2 separate regions of the Gossypium hirsutum genome follow, and region 1 is linked to region 2. A link is a contact called in public Hi-C data. All regions are on one chromosome and are shown on one strand. Each heading gives the region's core, a stretch centred on a gene start, on an enhancer-like site or on the middle of the called end of the contact. The rest is flanking DNA. Distances are from core to core; before and after follow the strand shown.

The links. A called contact is a pair of places that touch in the nucleus more often than the background predicts.
Region 1: a contact with region 2 is called in a Hi-C map of leaf, with 1.6 times the contacts expected there. The contact joins the promoter of LOC107948978 here to the promoter of LOC107898968 in region 2. A contact is called at or near these places in 3 of 34 Hi-C or Micro-C datasets (hypocotyl and leaf).

The regions. Positions count from the first base shown.
Region 1 is chrA04:81,845,033-81,847,841 of Gossypium_hirsutum_v2.1, reverse strand. It overlaps LOC107948978, which reads left to right and starts at 1,324. Exons shown (of 3, transcript XM_016883662.2): 1 at 1,324-2,178. The coding sequence starts at 1,496. The coding sequence ends at 2,029.
Region 2 is chrA04:81,685,310-81,688,575 of Gossypium_hirsutum_v2.1, reverse strand. LOC107898968 (O-acyltransferase WSD1) reads right to left here and starts at 1,444. Exons shown (of 5, transcript XM_041111511.1): 1 at 1,102-1,444; 2 at 432-1,016. The coding sequence starts at 1,332.

The DNA.
Region 1 (2,809 bases), core at 75-2,574, 160 kb before region 2:
TTGGGATCATAACCCTAGTATGTAACTTTTTTTACATTAATCTTAATTTCTAATCAGCCCATCATCAATTAGAAATTAGTTACTAGATTGTCTACATGTATTACTTTATTTAATAATTGAAGCCCAATAAACTTTAGCTAAATTAGATCACTTTTAATTTAAATTAATATTTTATGATAGTAAATAATAGCATGTAATTATTCTTATTATATATATGGCGTTTATATTTTTTTTCCAACAATCACTTCATGTGTTACTTGTAATGTGATACTCCTTTCACCTTTAATTTTGCCCCATTGACTTTTCTAACTAACTTAGAGCCGGAGTATTATTGTCCAAGAGTAAATGTTTGATTAGGAAAATCACATAGGATAATATAGATTTCATTGATGGTTTCCGGATGTTGTATTTTTAGAGTTTTGAATTTGGTGGTTAACATTTGCATCTTGAATTGTTTAAGTGTACTAATACATTTATGGGCTGTTTCAAATGTCTCATGCCTCTTTAACAATAATGCACTTAGAGATCCTCTTAAATTCTTGTTGATCAATGCCACAAAAGATATCATAAAATGCTTTAAAGTTGGCATTAGCAAGTCTCTCTTTATTATTGGTCCATTTAAACTTAGACTAATGGGCGCTAAAAAGTGCTTTTGAACCCAAATGCAAAAGCACTTTTTCTAATTTCTTGCATTTGGAAAAATGGGAAAAGTATTTTTAAAGTCAAACATTTTTAATTCTTATTTATAATTTCTTATTTATAATTTTACGTGATATTTAAATTGGATATAAAATTATTTTTCTATTGAAATTTATTCTAAATATATAAATCATATATATAAATTTGTAATGATTATATTTTAATATTTAAAATATTATTTACATATTCAAATTAAATTTTACAAATAATTAATGCTAATTGCTTAAAAATATTCAAATATTATATTTTATATATCAAAATATTAATAACGAATTATAAATAATTATTTTATATTTTTATTGAAATTTTATAATATTAATGAATTTAATGATTATTTAAATAATTTTTTTTACTTTAATAGGTTATAAATTCATTTATCAAAAATACTTTTTTTTTTTACAACAACACGAAAATTCATACTAAATTGAACAAAAGTTGAAATGGAGAAATGAAAAATGTTGAGACAAAAGGTTTGTCTTTTACTTATCTCTACAAGTAATTGAGACGTGAAATATTTATTTCCATTTTAGCATTGTAGATCATTACCCGCCAAAAGCCCCAAACACCTTGATTGCCAGCCAAGGATGGCGCCAAATTTGGGCGCCAATCTCCAAACCATAGCTTTCCCGCTAAATTCACCCGCCACGCTTACCTTAAACTCCCCTCTAAAGCTTCAAATACAAAAGCCCACCACACCTCTGTCACACACACCATCCAAACCCCGCTTTCTTCGATCTCACTAAACTGTTTATCGAAATTCCCGAAAGGGTCTCAGACTACTACTAAGCGTCAAACAATGGTGGTTTCTCTCGGTCCTGGCAAGTTCTACGGAAGCAGTCTTCCACGGCCTCGCATCTACACCGACACCAAGTTCAACCCCGGACGCGTGGATCCTCCTGTTCCAGTCCTTGATCCGCTGCTCTCATGGGCCGATGAAGCCCATTGGTCCATGGGTGGTCTCAGTTTCAAGCGCCTTCGCCTCCAAGGTCGCATAGAAGGCAACGTCAAAAGGCTTAAAGCTCAGCGCAAGAAGCTCCTCAAGGACACCCCCGACAGGGGTCTTAACCTTAAGAAAAGCTTAAGGGACGATGAAGATGACGAAGACGTATCTCCCCCTCCTGCTCCCGTGGCGGTTAAAAGGAGGAGGTTCTTGGATCTTAACGATGACGACGACACCGAGGATGAAAACAAAGGCGATGATGATGAAGTAACGGTGGCGAAGAGAAAAAAGAAGAGGGTATTGAGGAACGGTGCGGTGCGGAAACTGGGCGATGATTTTGAGCGAGTGGCGAAGAATAGCGGCTTGGTGAGCAAAAGAGAGGAACTTTAGCGATGGGATAGGTAGCGATGTGAAGAAGATGGTGGAGGAGGTTAACAATGAACCGGAAAGTGAAGGAGATAAGGAGAAAACAGAGGCGCAGAGTGGGAGTAGTAGGACTTCACCAAGATAGGCAAGGCGTAGCCGCTATTAAGGTTAATGTATGTTTGTTTTAATTTGGTGTTGCTGTCATTTAGAAGCATTGTTAATCGTAAATACAAACTGATTTTGGTTTTTAATATCCAAGGTGACACTCCATTGATTTGGGGTTCCTGCATATCTACTTGACAGAATACTAATTTGGAAATTAGATGTTTCATGTTAGTGAATAATTTACATTCCCGATAAAATAATAATCTAATCATATTATAGTACTTTCATTCACATTTTAATAAAAATTTCTACCTCAATTTTTATTTACCAAGTAAAAATAATTAAATAATTGAGGAAAATCCTCAACTTCAAAATCTTAAACCTTTAATTTACTTTAATAGTTAGTTTTTTTTAATCAATTATACATAAAATTTGGGGTAATAAATGAAAATGTTGAAAAGATGATCTAGTTTAGTGTACAGAGTTCGTTAATATGTTGAAAAAGAAATTATTTGAGAAATTAGGTTGAAATTGATGGGGATGTGGATATGGGGTCTATTAGTAGTGTCTATTGGAGTACAAATTTAGGATTAGTTGGATCAAGATGAGATGGCTGGAGAACAACTTTCAAACTATTGAGGTTTCAAGAGTGGTTGATTGGGGGTTTGCTAATGCTTTATCTCGCAATTTAGTACATTT
Region 2 (3,266 bases), core at 195-2,694:
TGACTGTCTTTAAAAAATATATATAATGAGAAAGATATACAGAGGTGTAACATCAACAAACTTGTCTACCAGCATATTGTTTTCTCAATGAAGGAAAATAGGCGCAGAATTGCAGATTCTTAAATGCAACTTATCTAATAAGGCTAAATGTTTAGATCTTTTATATCCTCTACCATTTCACTAAAAAGATTAAAGTATTTATATTTAATTATTTATGTGAAAAATTATTAAAATTATATATAAACTTTACCTGATTTGAATTTTTGAATTAAAATTTTGTTATCTAATTCATTAACAATATATTACTATTATTTATTAAAATATAAGTCTTTTCAATTAAATGCATAATTGTAAGGCAGATTGAATGAAAACAACTAATGGGTTATTTAATGTGCAAGTGACATAAATTTTAGTACCAAAAAATAGCATACCACTCCAAGCTTGGTCTTGATTTGTTTGATGTGATCAAGTGAAAATGTCATTGTTGAAACTACAATTGGCTTGAACTCTACTCCAGGACCCCCGGATCTTATCAAACTAATATCATCTTCAACATAGCTGCTTTTCAACAGGCTCCACCCAAAATCTGATACGGTGTTGAAAGCTGACCATAAGACATTAGGAATGTTCTTGAAGATGCAGTTGGTCTTGAGAGAAAGACTTGTGGTTGTGGGGGCTGAAGTAAGTGAAGGGAATGTCAATGGAACCGAAGGGTTGTCCGCTCTTTGTAGACAAGAAAGAAGAGCACCCATGAGAGAAAAGCCGTCACCCAGTGAGTGATGGAGCTTGAATATTAGATTACCAGCTGCATTGCTAGTTGGGTACTTGATGATATGAATGTTCCATAGTGGCCTGTTATGTGGGAGTTGTTCCATTGCTATTTTGGACAGATAGTTGCTTAGATGGTTGTCATAAGATGCTGGTGATAACCCTGGTGGAAAATTAGGGATGTTTACATGATCTTCTAGCTTTACTTCTACCTTTTTCCACTGCTTTACTCCATTTTCATCTTTAACCTGTCTCTCAGCATCACTTTAATAGTTAGCACCATTGAAAGATGATTGAGAAAGAGAAAATAAAGTGTAAGACATATATATATACCATGAGGGAACAGAAGCGAGGATTAATGGGAAGGAAGACATCTTTAAGCAAAGCCAAGGCTGGGGAATCATCGATAGGGATATCGGAGTCCAAAACAGCAAGAACACAAATGGACAGCACTGAGCTGTTGAAATACTGACCAGTGGGACTAACTGGCTCTGAAGACTCACCTTCATCTACATTCAACTCTTTCACCATGTTTCTATATTGAGCTTCACTTCCAATGTTCATTATGATTCTCGATTCTAATATCTAACTTGAGTTGATGAGGGTCTCAGGGTTTGGGTTGCCCTATTTATGTAGTACATTTATTGTAGATCCCAATTATCATGAGACTGAAGCATGTGAGATAGGTATAAAATGTTGGGTTGTTCAATAATTTCCTTCTCAGCTTTTATTATTACTTGTGGTAGGTGTTCATCATCAATTGTCAATTCTCTGTCTTCATCCATATAGGGGGCCTAAATTTATTGATGCAACAACATTGACATAAAGAGGCTAATCAGCTCGTCTACCGAACTTAGAAATATTATTATTTGTTAATGTGGTATTGGGTCAATTCTTAAATGATTTTTATGGGTTTTTAGCATTTAAGTTTAAGATTTATTGTGCATAATTATATGGTGTCAAAATTTTAACATGTATTTAGATTTTAGTTTAGTTTGTTGACTTTAGTCTGAATTGTATCAATTCTTAATTTATTTATATTATAATGATTTGATTTGATTTTATAATTACTTTGATAATTCATTTGTAATAGTTTGATACTTATAGTTTCCTTTTAAATATCTATTTTTATTTTTATTTTAAATTTTTTTTATTTTTAGAATTTTCACAATTAAACAACAAAAATAAAAACCCAATAATAATTGAATTACCATTAAAATTTTAATCAGCACGTTTTTGTTCATAGTAACTATTAGAATATTATTACCAAAGGTGAAATAACGGGGGTCATTCTGACCAAGAAGTATGGGTCATTAATTGGGCGGCTAGCCCTGGGATTAGGACGCGTGTTCCTTTTTGTTTTTACACCTTTCGGGTTTGTTTTACTATTTCTGCCGTTGATTATCCTCTATATTACTTAAAACTTGTGTTGTCTTTTAATACTTAACACAATGATGGTCTCTTCAATTATTTTTTTGATTAAAATATATTATAAATTATTTTATTATTTATAAATTTAGATTTTTTTAATTTTTAATTTTAAAAATTTAGGTTTAATTACTAATATTATAAAATTAAAATTTATTAATATTGCATTTTGAAATAAAAAACATATTTTATAATAATGTAACTAAAAATAATATTATGATAAATAAAAATATAACAAAATAATTTTAATTATTGAATTTATTTTTATTGCTCCTGCGATCGGTTTCCCTTAAAAGTAAAGAGAAGTAATGAAGGTAGGAGAGACTATATTTCCGTACCGCATTTTGTGGTGGAGAAGGTTACTGGGCTGTGAACTTGCAAACATCATAAAAGGCTAAAGAAAGAAATAATACTAATAATAATAAAACCCTTCAGCTCTTTAATGTGAATTTGTAAAAATGGTAGTTGAATATAGGTGGTGTTCATCAATTCCGTCCAGGTGTATTTATTGTCGAGAGAAATTGGATTTTTGACTCTTAATGGGAAGTATTATTTCACTCCAGGTGTCTTAGTTGATGGTTGGTATACATATAACTTGCAAGCTCATAAAAGAGGTTATGTAAAAGTACACTTAGGTTGTATCTACATCAACTGTGAATCGAGGTGTTCTCTTGAGTGGAACAATACTTTCTGTTGAGAGTTCGACATCCAACACCTCTCAATATTTATAATTTATAATTTTTATTTATTTTTTAATAATTATATATACATCTTTATATTATTATTTGATACAATTACAATAGAATCTTTTCTTTATATATCAATACAGGAGAGGATAAACACTGAGACCGCGAGAAAGAAGAATTTGTAGCAAGTTTCTTAATCTTGTTAAATTTAAAAACACACATTTAATGGACTGAGTTTGTTAATGACTTGCAACTAAGTAAAGGTGGAGCTGCAATAAAACAAACAACCAAGTGTGGTCGAATCTGGGTCTTAATATCAAGAGAAGAATAAATAAATCAAGGAAGTCAAGCATATGCATTTCAAGAATCGAATTACTATATTAA